Linked DNA regions of Mus musculus: region 2 is linked to region 1. A link is a contact called in public ChIA-PET data. All regions are on one chromosome and are shown on one strand. The core of a region is the stretch at or near the end of the contact, and the rest is flanking DNA. Distances in the headings are between cores, read along the strand shown. Region 1 has its middle 24 kb from the start of Zdhhc19. Region 2 overlaps Muc4 (mucin 4).

Region 1 (7,248 bases), core at 2,577-5,076:
GCCCCCATGCCCTCCTCCTCAGACAGATCCAGAACCTTCTGTGATCTTTCAGTTCCGGCTGTAACTCGGGTTTAAGCGACCTCCTCAGTGGATAGGACATAAACCGTTGTGTGTGCCCCACCCCAAGTCCCCATCCCCGCGCCCTCTCTCTGACTCGACCCCAGCCACCTGCTGCTGTTTCCTACTTGGTCAACTGAGTTCACCCCTTTCCCTCAGCCTACACTTCACTTCTGCCCCCTTTATATTTCCTTAATTCCCCAAGCAGAAGAAATTATGTCTGTTCTTCCATCTGACTTTAGGTTGTCAGTTAAACACTCAAGAAAAACATGAGTCTTTCTTCTTTTTTCTTTTGTTGTTGTTGTGTTTGTTTTGGTTTTGTCTGTCTGTTTGTTTTAAGACAGGGTTTCTCTGGGTAACCCTGGCTGTCCTAGCTCCCTCTGTAGAGCAGACTAGCCTTAAACTCACAGAGATCCACCTGCCTCTGCCTCCTGAGTGCTGGGATTAAAGGTGTGTACCACCACCATCCTGCAAGAAATTTCTTATCATTTCTGTAAGTTTCCTCTCCTTGTTCACATGTATCGTGGTCTTGTTTTCAGGTTAGAGGGCTTGCCTAGCACAAATGAGGTCCTGGAGACAGAGACAGAGAGAGAAAGAGAGAAGAGAGAGAGAGAGAGAGAAAGAAGAAGAAGAGGAGGAGGAGGAGGGAGGAGGGACTGCAAAGGAAAGAACCCCTGAGTCACTGTGTGGAGTACCCCAAGCACCTAAATACAGCACATGCCCTGGGGAAATGTGCTCTGACTGCAGCATGGAATACACGAAAATTGAAAGTTGTGCCCGGCCTCCATCCTTAGAGTATTCAAGTCATCCTTGGGTATTATGGCGCACGCCTTTAATCAGGAGGCAGAGGCAGGTAAATCTCTGTGGGTTTGAGGCCAGCCTGATCTACAGAGCAAGTCCAGGACATCCAGGGTTATTACACAGAGAAACTCTGTCTCAAAAAAACCAGAAGAAGAAAAAAGAATATTCAAATTATATCAGGTAGCTGTCTTTTATTTATTTATTTATTTATTTATTTAGAGACAGCATTTCATTGTAGATGGCGATGGCCTGGAACTCACAGAAATCCTGGTGTCTCAGCCCATGACACAGGTTGGAATTACAAGTGTGAGCCGCTATACCTGGCTTTCGTAACTTTCTTACCTGCCGTGAGACTGCAGTGCAGTAAGCTGTGGGGACGTGCTGTTGTGTAATAGATACCATTAAGTACCTGACGCTGCCCCTCCCTCCAGTCTTAGCCACCTCAGTGAGCTAGGGGACCAGTTACACCCCGGCCTGCCTTAATCCTAGGCAACTGTGAACAATCAAAGGTGTCCTGTGCTGTAGTGAAAGGCACACAGTCAGGGAATTGTTACATGGGGGGGGCCTCACTGCATCTCTTCATTAATCTGGATCTGAAGAGGTAAAATCCTGCCCCGATTGATCCTGTATCCTCAACCCTCCAGCAGAACCAAGGACTGTGTGCTGACAGAGCCAGGCCCGCCTGTGCACACTGCTCTAGGACTTTGACCAGGGAAGCAAACCTCAGGTGTAGACTGGCAGGTGATGTGCGCCACCTAGAAGTGACATCCTAACCCCACCCTCCCAGAATGAGCTAAAGTCTCACTTCACATTAGACCGTTGTCCTTCAATGGTTGCCCTCATCCTGGACCTCCAGGATGGCTTGGAACATCCCCGTGACACCCACTTCCAAGGCCTGCAGCTTTAGCACAAAGTCAAGCAACTCATGAGGGCCTTTCATGAGTCACAATGTGACAACCCAGCAGGTCCTTCCCCAGGGACCTCATATTTCCATTGTTTATCAATGGAATGTCAATGAATTGTTTATCAAGTGAATGTTAAAAATGAATGTTGGTAGTTCAAAAGCTTGACCTCCCCTTGAGCTGAAGGATTTGGAGACTGATTTCTTTTTGTTTTAGATCATGTTTGTGGTGTGTGTGTGTGTGTGTGTGTGTGTGTGTGTGTGTGTGTGTTGTGTGCATGCATGCGTGTGTTGTGTTTTGTGTATTGTATATATGTTGTTTTTGTAGTGTATGTGTGTTGTAGTCAGGGTCTCACTGAGCTTGCTGGTTAGGTCAGCCTGGCTGACTAGCAGGCCTCATGGAACCTGTCTCTGCCCTCCCCTGGTACTAGACTACAGATACAGGACACGGTGCTCAGCTTTTACGTGAGTTCTGGGAATCCAACCTTAGCTCCTCATGTCCACGTAGCAAGCACTTTACCCACTGAGCCATCTCCCCAGCCAGGACACAGGTTTGTCTTTGATGAATTTGCTTAAAAGTGGCAAGAGGGGCCGGGTGTGGTGGCACACGCCTTTAATCCCAGCACTCGGGAGGCAGAGGCAAGCAGATTTCTGAGTTCGAGGCCAGCCTGGTCTACAGAGTGACTTCCAGGACAGCAAGGGCTACACAGAGAAACCCTGTCTCGAAAAACAACAACAACAACAACAAAAAAGTGACAAGAGAGGGTGCCTATGTTCATCAGATTGCACGTGGACTATACTCTTCAACACAGTCATTATTTTCCACAGACTGAGATGATTTCAAGTTGACTGATCCACAGATGCCCAGGGAAGTGACGGTGCATGCGATGTCCTGGTGTACGATCCTCAACAGAAACTTGAGTGACTACGTTTGGGAGGCCGTGCTCCCTCCCACTGCTCCCAACAGCCCCTGAGGGCAGGTGCTATGTCTCACAGAACATTAAAGGGACCCAGAGATGACTTGCCTAAGGTCACTGTCTTCAGGGTTGGCTATGACCCAGGCAGGATGATGGGTCTAGAGAATAATGTCCACCAACCAGTTGCCAGTCCCTGGCCCAGCAGTTGACCCTCCTCTCTGAGGTGAGTTGTGCAGAGACTTAGGCCAGATCTCTAACTGAGAAAGTTTGCTGACCTCTGACTGGGTGTCGGGTGCCTATTGTGGGGCAGATAGAAGACTGGGGTTGGGGCATAGTGAAAAGGAACCAGGAAGAAACAGAAAGACAGGCAGAGAACTAAGCTCACTCCTACGTGGATCTCCCAGGCGATGCTGGCACCTAGTCTGATAGGCTAAGAATCTGAGTTACAGGCAAGCTGTGAACACAAGAGGGTTATCACACGGTCTTCACACACGCCCCGGCACAGTGAACTGTGGAGAGCCAGCCCCCTTCCCTTACAGAGCAGCTAGCCTTCTAGATCCTTCTTCCAGGGGCCTCGTTAGCATCCCTTGGGGCTGTCTTCCTCACCTTTGGAAGTTCTGCCACCGATCTGTTCCTCTGCCTTTCCTCTGTTGTCACCCTTAAAGTTTAATAGCGGCTTCCAGGCTGGGCGTGAGAGGTGAACACTGGTTCAAGGAGAACTAACAAGGTGCTGCCTGTCACAAGGACCGGTGGTGGTGCCTGCCATCCCAGCATGGGGAGATAGGTGGAAACATCAAGAATCGGGAGTTCAAGACCAGATTCAGCTACATAGGAAGTTAGAGGCCAGCCTAGGCTACGTGAGACTGTCTTAACCTCCCCAAAGCCACCTCCAAGGGAGAGAACTAACAAACAGGTCGTGAGCATGATCTGTGCCCAGTGTGGATTACATTCGCAAACATAAAACAGAGGGGTGAAGGAAGGCAGTTAGGACCACCCAGACCAAGATGAGGCCAAGCTGAAGACGGGTTAGGGTGTGGGGGACAAGAGGATGGCTGGGTGAGCGTGAAGAGAAAACAGTGAAGTCAGCTCTCTGGCCCAGCCAAGCAGCCACAGGCAGGGTAAACACGGCAGAGGATGAAGGCGAGCGATTGCACACTGCTGGTTCTGGTTCCAGCAGGGCACCGGCAAGGCACAGCAGCTGCGCTTGTGGTTGGCTGTGGGTGAGAGGCGACTTCTGATACCCATTAAGAGAAACCTCAAAAAAACGTTCAGTTCCAGGAACTGTATTTCAGAGATTATCCCACTCTCTTTTTATTGATTTAAAAAGCACACACACACACACACACACACACACACCCTAAGCAAAGCTTTTCTAAAATCCCCTTGTATTCGCTTTAGTGCCTTGAAGCTAAGACAATGTGTGAAGTGGCTGTATATAACTCCCCAGCCTTTGCTGTGCCGTGGGACTGCTAAGAGACTTCTGAATTATAGAAACTAACCGAGAACCTGACCAATCTAAGGCCATGTAGCAGCCGGTAGCAGAGCTAAGGCAGGACCATCAAGCCTAAGACTGCGTCTTATTATCACAGCTCTGTCACACACAGCAACCCACACGCAAGCCCTTTTAATGGCTGCTGTTGCTGATCACAAAAATCTCTGAACTTACTAAATTGCTTTTGTTTTCAAATTAATGCTTTTGTATTTCTTATTACAGAAGCTGAACATGTCTTAGTTTTGGTTGTTGTTATCGCTGTTGTTATTTTTTTTTAAACTAATGTCTTATGATGTTGCCAAAATTAGCTTCAAACTCCTGGGTTCAAATAATCCTCCTGCCTCAGCTTCCTGAGCAACTGGGACTACAGAATATACCTCATTGCCCAGATATACTTTGAAAAAATTTTAGAGCATCAAAAACCGAAAGAGGAAAATTAAAATCTTTCGTAATCTTGTGATCAGAGATGAATCCTGTGAATATTTTAGGAACACTCCCTCAACCCCCTCATTTCTTCTTCCCTTTCCCTCCTCCTTGTAGCTTTATTGAGACAGGATCTTACAATGTTGCCTAGGCTGACCTCAAAGTCAAGACCCTCCTGTGTCAGTGCCAAGTACCTGGATTGCAAACATGTGCCACTACTCTGGAGGCTGCCTGTCTTCTTTCTATAAACATTTCTGACAACTGTTGCCTGCTCTTGCTTCTTCTTGTTATTTTGTTTACTGTTGCTGTTTTGTTTCTCTGTGTAGCCCTGTCTGTCCTCTGTAGACCAGGCTGGCCTCAAACTCAGAGATCCACCTGCCTCTGCTTCCCAAGTGCTGGGATTAACGGTGTGCACCACCACTGCCCGGCTACTTTTGTAAATTTTAGCCACCTTACTGAGCTTTATTGTTGCTTAAACTATATGCATTGGAAGTATACAGGAGGCTAGGGCTCCGTAGGCGAGCGCCTTCTGTGTGAGTCTGAGGCCCTGATTGGCACACCTGTGACCCCACTGCTGGAGGACAGAGACAAATGGATCAGGATTCCCCATCCAGCTATTCCAGCCAAAAGGGTGAGCTCCAGGTTCGGTGAGAGACAGTACCTTAAATAACAAGTTTACCTGTGAGATGGCTCACAGGTAAAGGTATTTGCCTTGAAAATCTGGCAATTTAGAGGAATATGGTGGCACACACCTTTAATCCCAGCACTTGAGAAGCAGAGGCAGGTACACCTTTGTAAGTTCGAGGCCAGCCTGGTCTACAGAGTGAGTTCCGGGACAGCCAGGACTACACAGAGAAACCCTATCTCAAACAAACAAACAAACAAACAAACAAACAAACAAACAAACCCCTGATACTTGAGCTCACTTCTCAGAACCCATGCAATAGTGGAAAGAGAGAAACGACCCTACTGGCCTCTACATGACTGTGGAGTGTGCTACCCTCTTCATAGTGTACATTATGCACATGCACACTATTTTTTTCCCCCAAAAGAAAAATAAGATGGGGAAGTGGTTGAAAAGGCATCCTGACTCTAACCCTTGATCTCTACAGATGTCCACCGCATTCATGCAGAAACTCTACACACACGTGTGCACATCATAATAACAAAGACAGTTAACATTTAAAATTTTTAAGCATTTAATTTAAATTAAAAAATATTACATTAAAAAAATATTGTCCAGTCTGAGTTGGGAACAATATGCTCTGCAAGTTCATGGGAGACCCAGACAGGAACAATTCACCTTGCAGGCTAAGGTTTCTGTTTGCAGTTAAGATAGTTAAGAATAAGTTCCTATTTGCCCTGTGTAGGTTAAGGTTTCTGTTTGTAGTTAAAGAACAAATTTTATTTGTCTTGTGTTAAGTCCTTGCAAGTTAAGGTTTCTGTTTGTAGTTAAAAGCAAGTTCCTGTTTCTTAGTCTGATATAAACCGTAAAACGAGTTTTTCAGCTTACACTAAACTTTTGTGTATTCACAGGATCCGTTCTTACCCCGTTCCTTCCCTTCCCTTGATTCTTTCTACAGTGGATAACAGCTGACTCTCTCACCCCTGTGGATACCTTATCTGTCCTATAAAAAGGACTTCAAGAGGCCAGCAGAGGCTGCTCTCTCAAATCCTGATTTAGGGTGAGACAGCCAGCTGGCCAGTCCCAGGTGTACCCTAAAATACAGCTAGCTTTAACTGGACAACCATGGATTTGTTCTTTTCTCGTGAGCCTCATGCTTAACACTCTGACTTCTATGTGTGACATGGGAGTGTGCCACCACCTTAGAGGGCATGCCATGCGCACATGCACAATTTAAAAAAAAAAAAAAAGACGGGTGGTGGTGGTACACTCCCAACTCTTGGGAGGCAGAAGCAGGCAGATCTCTGTGAGTCTGAGGCCAGCCTGGTCTACAGAGTGAGTTCCAGGACAGCCAAGGTTCTACTGAGAAATCCTGTCTCAAAAAACAAAAAGAATGGGGAAGAGATTGAAAAGTCTCCTCTGCTCTCTGTAAGCATCCACTATACACATGTGTACACTACATATATACTCAACATGCATGTGTGAGCACACACACAATAATGAAAAAATAACATTGTAAAAAAAAGTTGTTCGATTTTAATTTTAAAGTCAATTTTGGTGTTTCGTGTACACACCTATAAAGCCACCTCTACAATCAAGATCCTGAGCAGGTCTTTCTGCTACTTCTAAGCTTTTCTGCAAGCTCCTTTGGCCTGCTTGGTCTGCCCTGAGCCTCTCCCAGTGACTTATGGCCAGGATAGCAGGCACCCAGCCAAGGCTTGCCTAAGCTCTGTCTCCTAGCCAGAGAGTGCTTCAAGGAGCATGAAGGATTCCTCCAGAAGGTGTTTCAGGACCCTCTGTGTCTTCTGGTCAGTTTGGCTGTGAACCTTTAACTGCAGAGGAGGAGGCGCAGGAAAGTATTTAAGAAGAAAGAGGAGCTTGTGTTCATAAAGGGACACCATAAATATAACAAAAAGACATGTATAAGGACAATCATGACACTCATGCAATGCTTATATAAAGAATGCCTAAGAATAGGGTAAAGTTGAGGAAGAGCGAGTGGGTGTCTTGTGTAAACAGAACAGGTGTTGCC
Region 2 (7,248 bases), core at 2,913-5,412, 230 kb after region 1:
ATGTATAGGGAGAAATGATTATATTATATAGGGTTGGATACTGTTCAAAGTTCCAGGCTCCACCTGGGCCTTGGAATGGATTCCCTGAGGATAACAGGGATTGCTGAAGTCCAAGAACAAAGAGTTACCTCTGTAGTAAGGACGTTGTCTGCTTCTCCTCCTGCAGATTCCCATTGTCTGTTCACAATTCCAGGTTGATTTTACCTGTTTCATCTCATGGAAGATATCCTCAAGTCAGAAAAGTCTTGCTCATTTTAATTCTGGGATAAATAACCCAGGGCTTCACATTTGAAAAGTACATGGATTATCAGTGAGCCACATTCCCAGCTCCCGGATTTTCTTCTTCCTCTTCTTCATTTTGGGGTGGTGTTTGTATAGATAGTTTTACTATATAGTTTAAGTTGAATTCAAAGTCACTATGGGACTCAGGAGTCTCAAACTAGAGAGAGACTTGAGATTATCCTGCCTCAGCCTCCAAGTGCCGGGATTACACACAGACACAAAGACACATAGACACACACACCCATATACACCCACACCCACACACAGACACACAGACACACAGACACAGACACACACAGATACACAAACACACACACACAGACATAGACAGACAGACAGACAGACACACACACACACACACACACACACACACACATACAAGATACCGTCAGCTCTGAGGTGGTTCTGAAGCCACCCTGAGCAGCTGGCTTCTCTGTGGGAAGCCTGCACTGCCACCTCTCATTGGTTGGACTGGCTTTCCAGGGCCTTTCCCCAAAATATCTCTGAACCCCTGAGCTAGAACAGGTCTTGTTGGCTAGCCCCGGCTCACTCAGCCCAGGAGCATACATAGCATCCCAGAAGGCTTTTTTCTACCCTGGGCTACTTCCTCGCCATGGTGAGGGAGACTGCCTCCTTGTTTGTCCCTCTTAGGGCTGTTTAAAGAGGAGTATTCGACAACTTTAGCAAGAAAGATTGGCCACTTCCAATAATACCAGATAGATTAATGAATAGTCTTTATTTCTAAATTCCTTGGGGGACAAATTTGATGATCTCTTTTCAACTAAAGGACATGCCCATTGATACAGGATGTTGAAAAACATTCATTTATATTATTGACAAATTTACTAGGAAGCCCTGAATGTGTGCACCAGAGTTCTAACCACTTAAGTGGTGCATGGAAAGTTACCCGGACCACTGCTCTGTAGGCTTTGTTTTCGGTTATCTATAATAAATCTGTTGATTAAGAATTTAAAACATGGCCGGGAAGTTGAGGCGCATGCCTTTAATCCCGGCAGTTGGGAGGCAGAGGCAGGAGGATTTCTGAGTTCAAGGCCAGTCTGGTTTACAGAGTGAGTTTCAGGACAGCCAGGGCTATATAGAGAAACCCTGTCTTGAAAATACAAACAAACAAAAAACCCAAAACAACAACAAAAACCAACAACAAAAAAAGAATTTAAAAATTGTTTTAGTAGTTTGTATTGATTTATGTATTACAGGAGTTAGGCATAGTATTTCCACATGGATGCTACTCAGGTCAGCCGCCTTTGGCTATTCTCTTGTTTCCCAACATCTAGAATATTTTAAAATGTTTTATTATTATTATTATTATTATTTTGAGACAAGGTTTCTCTGTGTAGCCTAGGCTGTCCTGGAACTTGCTCTGTAGACCAGGCTGGCCTCGAACTCATAGAGATTTGCCTGCATCTGCCTCCTAAATGCTGGGATAAGAGGTGTGTACGGCCACTGCCTGATTTATAGTTTTTATTCGTAGTCATGTATGTATGTATGTGTATGTATGTATGTATGTATGTATGTATGTATGTATGTATGTTGGGGTGCATGGGGGTGCAGGTCCCTGCAGAGAGCAGATCCACTGGGGCTGAAGTCATAGGAGACTGAGTTGCTGGATGTGGAACTTGGGGGACTCAACCCCGTTCTCTGCAAGAGAAGCACGTGCTCATGGCCACTGCTCCTGTCTCGTAACCTGTAGAATTTCCACACTGCCAATTGTGCTGTGGATGAAGCAGCAGGATCTACACTGTGGTCACCCTCTCTAAGACATAAGACCGCCTGGTACTTTGAGTGAATCTTTCAGGGCTCTGCACTTCCTACTCTGCTGTTGCCTCTATTCCATTCTTGTCCCCAAGCTCCCTCTTCCTCTCCAGGCTGGGTCTGGCTCACTGAGCTCCAGGGCGTCTGTTCTCCAGAACTTTGAATAGAGCAGGGAACGATGTGGAGAACTCTGAAGAGCTGGGGTATTGGTCTTGGCTTCCCAGGAAGAGCTGGAAGTTTTGGAAAAGTCAGGTCTCAGTCTCTAGTCATTTAGAAAATTGGGGGGATAATGACCCTTACTTATGCAGATGTTGTGAAAACCAAAGGCATGCGTGGATGTAAGCATGCTTTCTACATTAAGTGCTGGCTGCACTAACCCATGCATGCTGTAACTGCTGCCCCATCCTGGCTTACTTATGGTTTTATTTACTCAGTGCTCTCTCTCTCTCTCTCTCTCTCTCCTACTAGGAAACAGGCTGTCCTGAAGGACTCGGCAGGCCACATGTACTGCACAATTCTTTTAGAGAAGTGTCACTGCTCATCCATAAAATGGGGTGGATAGGATGTCCTCTAACCCCCTGTTGTGATTTTTAAAGATTTATTTATTTATATTGTATATATGAGTACACTGCAACTCATCTTCAGATTGTAGCTGTCTTCAGACCCACGAGAAGGGGGCATCAGATCCAATAAAAGATGGTAGTGAACCCCCATGTGGTTGCAGGGAATGGAATTCAGAACCTCTGGAAGAGCATTCGGTGCTCTTAACTGCTGAGCTATCTCTTAAGATTCTCATAGGTCCTAGGTATTTTTCTTTTTTTGGGTCCCTTTCCTCTGGGAAGGAAAAAAACCTGAACACTGTATTTTCTACCTGTATTGCTGAAGATGAATGCAATTGAGGCAAGCTGGATGCATGATTTAGATGGATTCTTTCATTCTCATGATAAAAGTTACTAACAGAAAATATTTCTCTGGATTCCTAAAGATGCCTTTAAACTCAGTAAGACAGGGCTGTGATGTGCTGCTCACCCTCCTGCACAGCTTTAATTGGAGAGCTTTTGATCACATGATCTGTGTGCGTGCTTTAATAATATAGTGTTGTAGACGTGGCAGATGGCTCTTGGCTTCCCAGTTTAACCTGAGGAATGTCCAGGTTTCATGGGATCCATCAGATGTAACTAGTTTTCAAAAACATCAATAATGCAAGCAAAACACCATCGCAAGTTACTGCACTATTTATCAGTAAATTGGTGTGTACTTGTGTGCAGAACTCATAACTGTGGTTAAGTAAGTGAAACTACACAGAAATCAGTATGTAGAGAAGTTAAAAGGATTGTTAGCTGAATGAAAGAATTCAGTTAGAAGTTACCATTTATCTAAACAAATTCTGCAAGATAATAAAGTCGTTGTTTGTTTTATTTCAAGAAGATGCTCTAGCAACAACATCAACACAGACACCCATGTCCCTTTCCAGCAGCACCAGAACATCCCAAATGAGCTCACAAGCATCGACCTCATCAACATCTTCTGACAGAAGGACAAGTAAAACAGAACAAACATCAACAAGGGATACTCCAAGTTCCATAACAACAGTTTCTCAGAGCCATCATACTACAAGCATGGAGACCAGCAAACCTCAAACCACCACAACCACCGAGGTGACCACATCAACTCCTTCAGCCTCCTCACGTGACCAAATACAGACAGAGACAAGTTCTCAAAGAACAATCTCTCCTGATGGAACAACCACCTCACATGCTCCCAGTATCAGCAGCTCAGCTCCAAGTACAACACACATGTTAACCACAACATCCTCCACAGAAAGTACCTCAGTAGACTCAGGACACACAACAGCAATAACAACTCAAGGTTTAACACCTGCCACCGCACAAGTCTCACTGACACCTTCATCCCAGAATATGTCAACAGTGTCAACACCCATCACCTCAACTCTTACTCAGAGACAACACACTGGAAGCAAGCAGACCAGCAGCAAATCTCAAGTCAACATAGTCACATCAACTCTTTCAACCTCTACAAGTGACTCAACTCCTGCACAGACAATGTCTCAAGTGACATCATCTTCAGATAAAAGAACCAAGCCATCTACTTCTGGTGTCAGCAGTACATCACTAACTACAACAGAAGTGCTCACCCAAACATCCTCTACAGACTCTGCTCCAGGAAACACAACTCTGAGGATTACTCAGAACTCTACAACACATACCACGAAAGTCTCAACAACATCTACACCACAAAAACTGTCACCAGTGTCAACACTCATCAATTCAAGTCAAAAAATGTCAACCCTTCCTCAGAACCAACACACTGAAAGCATGGACACCAGCAGACAACCTCAAACCACCACAACCATAGAGGTGACCACATCAACCCCTTCAGCCTCCTCACTTCACCAAATTCAGACAGAGACAAATTCCCCAAAAACAATCTCTCCTGGTGAGACAACCACCTCACATGCTCCGAACATGAGAAGCTCACCACCAAAGACATCACAGATACTAACCACAATGCCCTCCACAAAAAGTACCTCAGTAGACACAAAACAAACAAAGGCAATAACTACTAAAGTTTCTACACCTGACACCACACAGGTCTCGATGACACCTTCATCCCAGAAATTGCCAACACACAGCACGTCTACTCAGGAATTAACATCTTCTTACAGCCAACATATTCAAAGCAAGGGGACCAGCAGCAAATCTCAAACAACCACAAACACCAAGGTGAACACATCAACTCCTTCAGCCTCCTCACGTGACAAAATTCAGACAGAGACAAGTTCCCAAAGAACAAACTCTCCTGGCGAGAAAAGGACATCACATGCTCCCAGCATGAGCAGCTCAGCTCCAAGTACAACACACATGTTATCCACAACATCCTCCAATCAAAGTACCTCAGTAGACACAGGACAAACAACATCAGTAACAGCTCAAGGTTCTACACCTGCCATCACACAGACCTCATTGACACCTTCATCCCAGAATACGTCAACAGTGTCAACACCCATCACCTCTACTCACAAATTGTCAACCCTTTCTCAGAGCCAACACACTGGAAGCAAGGGGACCAGCAGCAATCCTCAAACTACCACCACCACAGAGGTGACCACATCAACTCCTTCAGCCACCACCCATGACCAAATTCAGACAGAGACAAGTTCCCAAAACACAATCTCTCCTGGTGAGACAACCACCTCATATGCTCCCATCATGAGCAGCTCAGCTCCAAGTACAACACATATGTTATCCACAACATCCTCCACTCAAAGTACCTCAGTAGACACAAGACACACTACAACATTAACGAATCAAGGATCTACACCTGCCACCACACAGGTCTCACCTTCATCCCAGAACATGTCAACAGTGTCAGCACCCATCACCTCAACTCAAATTTTGTCAACCTTTCCTCAGAGCCAACACACTGGAAGCAAGGGGACCAGCAGCAATCCTCAAACTACCACCACCCCAGTGGTGACCACATCAAATCCTTCAGCCACCTCACGTGACCAAATTCAGACAGAGACAAGTTCCCAAAGAACAATCTCTCCTGGTGAGACAACCACCTCATATGCTTCCATCATGAGCAGCTCAGCTCCAAGTACAACACACATGTTAACCACAACATCCTCCACTCAAAGTACCTCAGTAGACACAAGACACACAATAGCAGTAAGGACTCAAGGTTCTACACCTGCCACCACACAGGTCTCACCTTCATCCCAGAACATGTCAACAGTGTCAACACCCATCACCTCAACTCAAATTTTGTCAACCCTTCCTCAGAGCCAACACACTGGAAGCAAGGGGACCAGCAGCAATCCTCAAACTACCACAAGCCCAGTGGTAACCACATCAACTCCTTCAGGCACCTCAGGTGACCAAATTCAGACAGAGACAAGTTCCCAAAGAACAATCTCTCCCGGCAAGACAACCACTTCACATGCTCTCAACATAAACAGCTCAGCTCCAAGTACAACACACATGTTATCCACAACATCCTCCACTCAAAGTACCTCAGGAGACACAAGACACACAACAGCAGGAAGGACTCAAGGTTCTACACCTGCCACCACACAGGTCTCACCTTCATCCCAGAACATGTCAACAGTGTCAGCACCCATCACCTCAATTCAAATGTTGTCAACCCTTCCTCAGAGCCAACACACTGAAAGCAAGAGTACCAGCACCAATCCTCAAACTACCACCACCCCAGAGGTGACCACATCAAATCCTTCAGCCACCTCACATGACCAAATTGAGACAGAAACAAGTTCCCAAAGAACAATCTCTCCTGGTGAGACAACCACCTCATATGCTCCCATCATGAGCAGCTCAGCTCCAAGTACAACACACATGTTATCCACAACATCCTCCACTCAAAGTACCTCAGTAGACACAAGAAACACTACAACATTAACGACTCAAGGATCTACACCTGCCACCACACAGGTCTCACCTTCATCCAAGAACATGTCAACAGTGTCAACACCAATCACCTCTACTCACAAATTGTCAACCCTTCCTCAGAGCCAACACACTGGAAGCAATGGGACCAGCAGCTCAAGTTCTACACCTGCCACACACAGGTCTCACCTTCATCCCAGAACATGTCAACAGTGTCAACACCCATCACCACTACTCACAAATTGTCAACCCTTTCTCAGAGCCAACACACTGGAAGCAAGGGGACCAGCAGCAATCCTCAAACTACCACAACGCCAGTGATGACCACATCAACTCCTTCAGCCACCACCCATGACCAAATTCAGACAGAGACAAGTTCTCAAAGAACAATCTCTCATGGTGAGACAACCACCTCATATGCTCCCATCATGAGCAGCTCAGCTCCAAGTACAACACACATGTTATCAACAGCATCCTCTACTCAAATTACCTCAGTAGACACAAGACACACAACAGCAATAACAACTCAAGGTTCTACACCTGCCACCACACAGGTCTCACCTTCATCCCAGAACATGTCAACAGTGTCAGCACCCATCACCTCAATTCAAATTTTGTCAACCCTTCCTCAGAGCCAACACACTGGAAGCAAGGGGACCAGCACCAATCCTCAAACTACCACCACCCCAGAGGTGACCACATCAACTCCTTCAGCCACCTCACGTGACCAAATTCAGACAGAGACAAGTTCCCAAAGAACAATCTC

What was found. ChIA-PET counts read pairs in DNA pulled down with a chosen protein or histone mark.
Region 2: a contact with region 1 is called in an RNA polymerase II ChIA-PET map of memory CD8 T cells, with 23 read pairs. The contact joins two enhancer-like sites. A contact is called at or near these places in 1 of 39 promoter capture datasets (stem cell-derived epiblast-like cells), 1 of 115 datasets of contacts at active chromatin or transcription factors (memory CD8 T cells) and 1 of 9 other capture datasets (embryonic stem cells).

What each region holds. Positions count from the first base shown.
Region 1 is chr16:32,516,730-32,523,977 of GRCm38.p6, forward strand. No RefSeq gene overlaps it. Among named protein-coding and RNA genes, the nearest start is that of Zdhhc19, 24 kb to the left of the region's middle. Within about 2 kb of position 3,827, at least 108 of the 459 cell types and tissues checked have an H3K27ac peak or open chromatin away from gene starts, as enhancers often do. A contact at or near this core is called in memory CD8 T cells, where this site is marked.
Region 2 is chr16:32,746,714-32,753,961 of GRCm38.p6, forward strand. It overlaps Muc4 (mucin 4), which reads left to right. Exons shown (of 27, transcript NM_080457.3): 2 at 3,484-6,681; 3 at 6,684-7,248. Among named protein-coding and RNA genes, the nearest start is that of Muc4, 14 kb to the left of the region's middle. Within about 2 kb of position 4,163, at least 23 of the 459 cell types and tissues checked have an H3K27ac peak or open chromatin away from gene starts, as enhancers often do. A contact at or near this core is called in memory CD8 T cells, where this site is marked.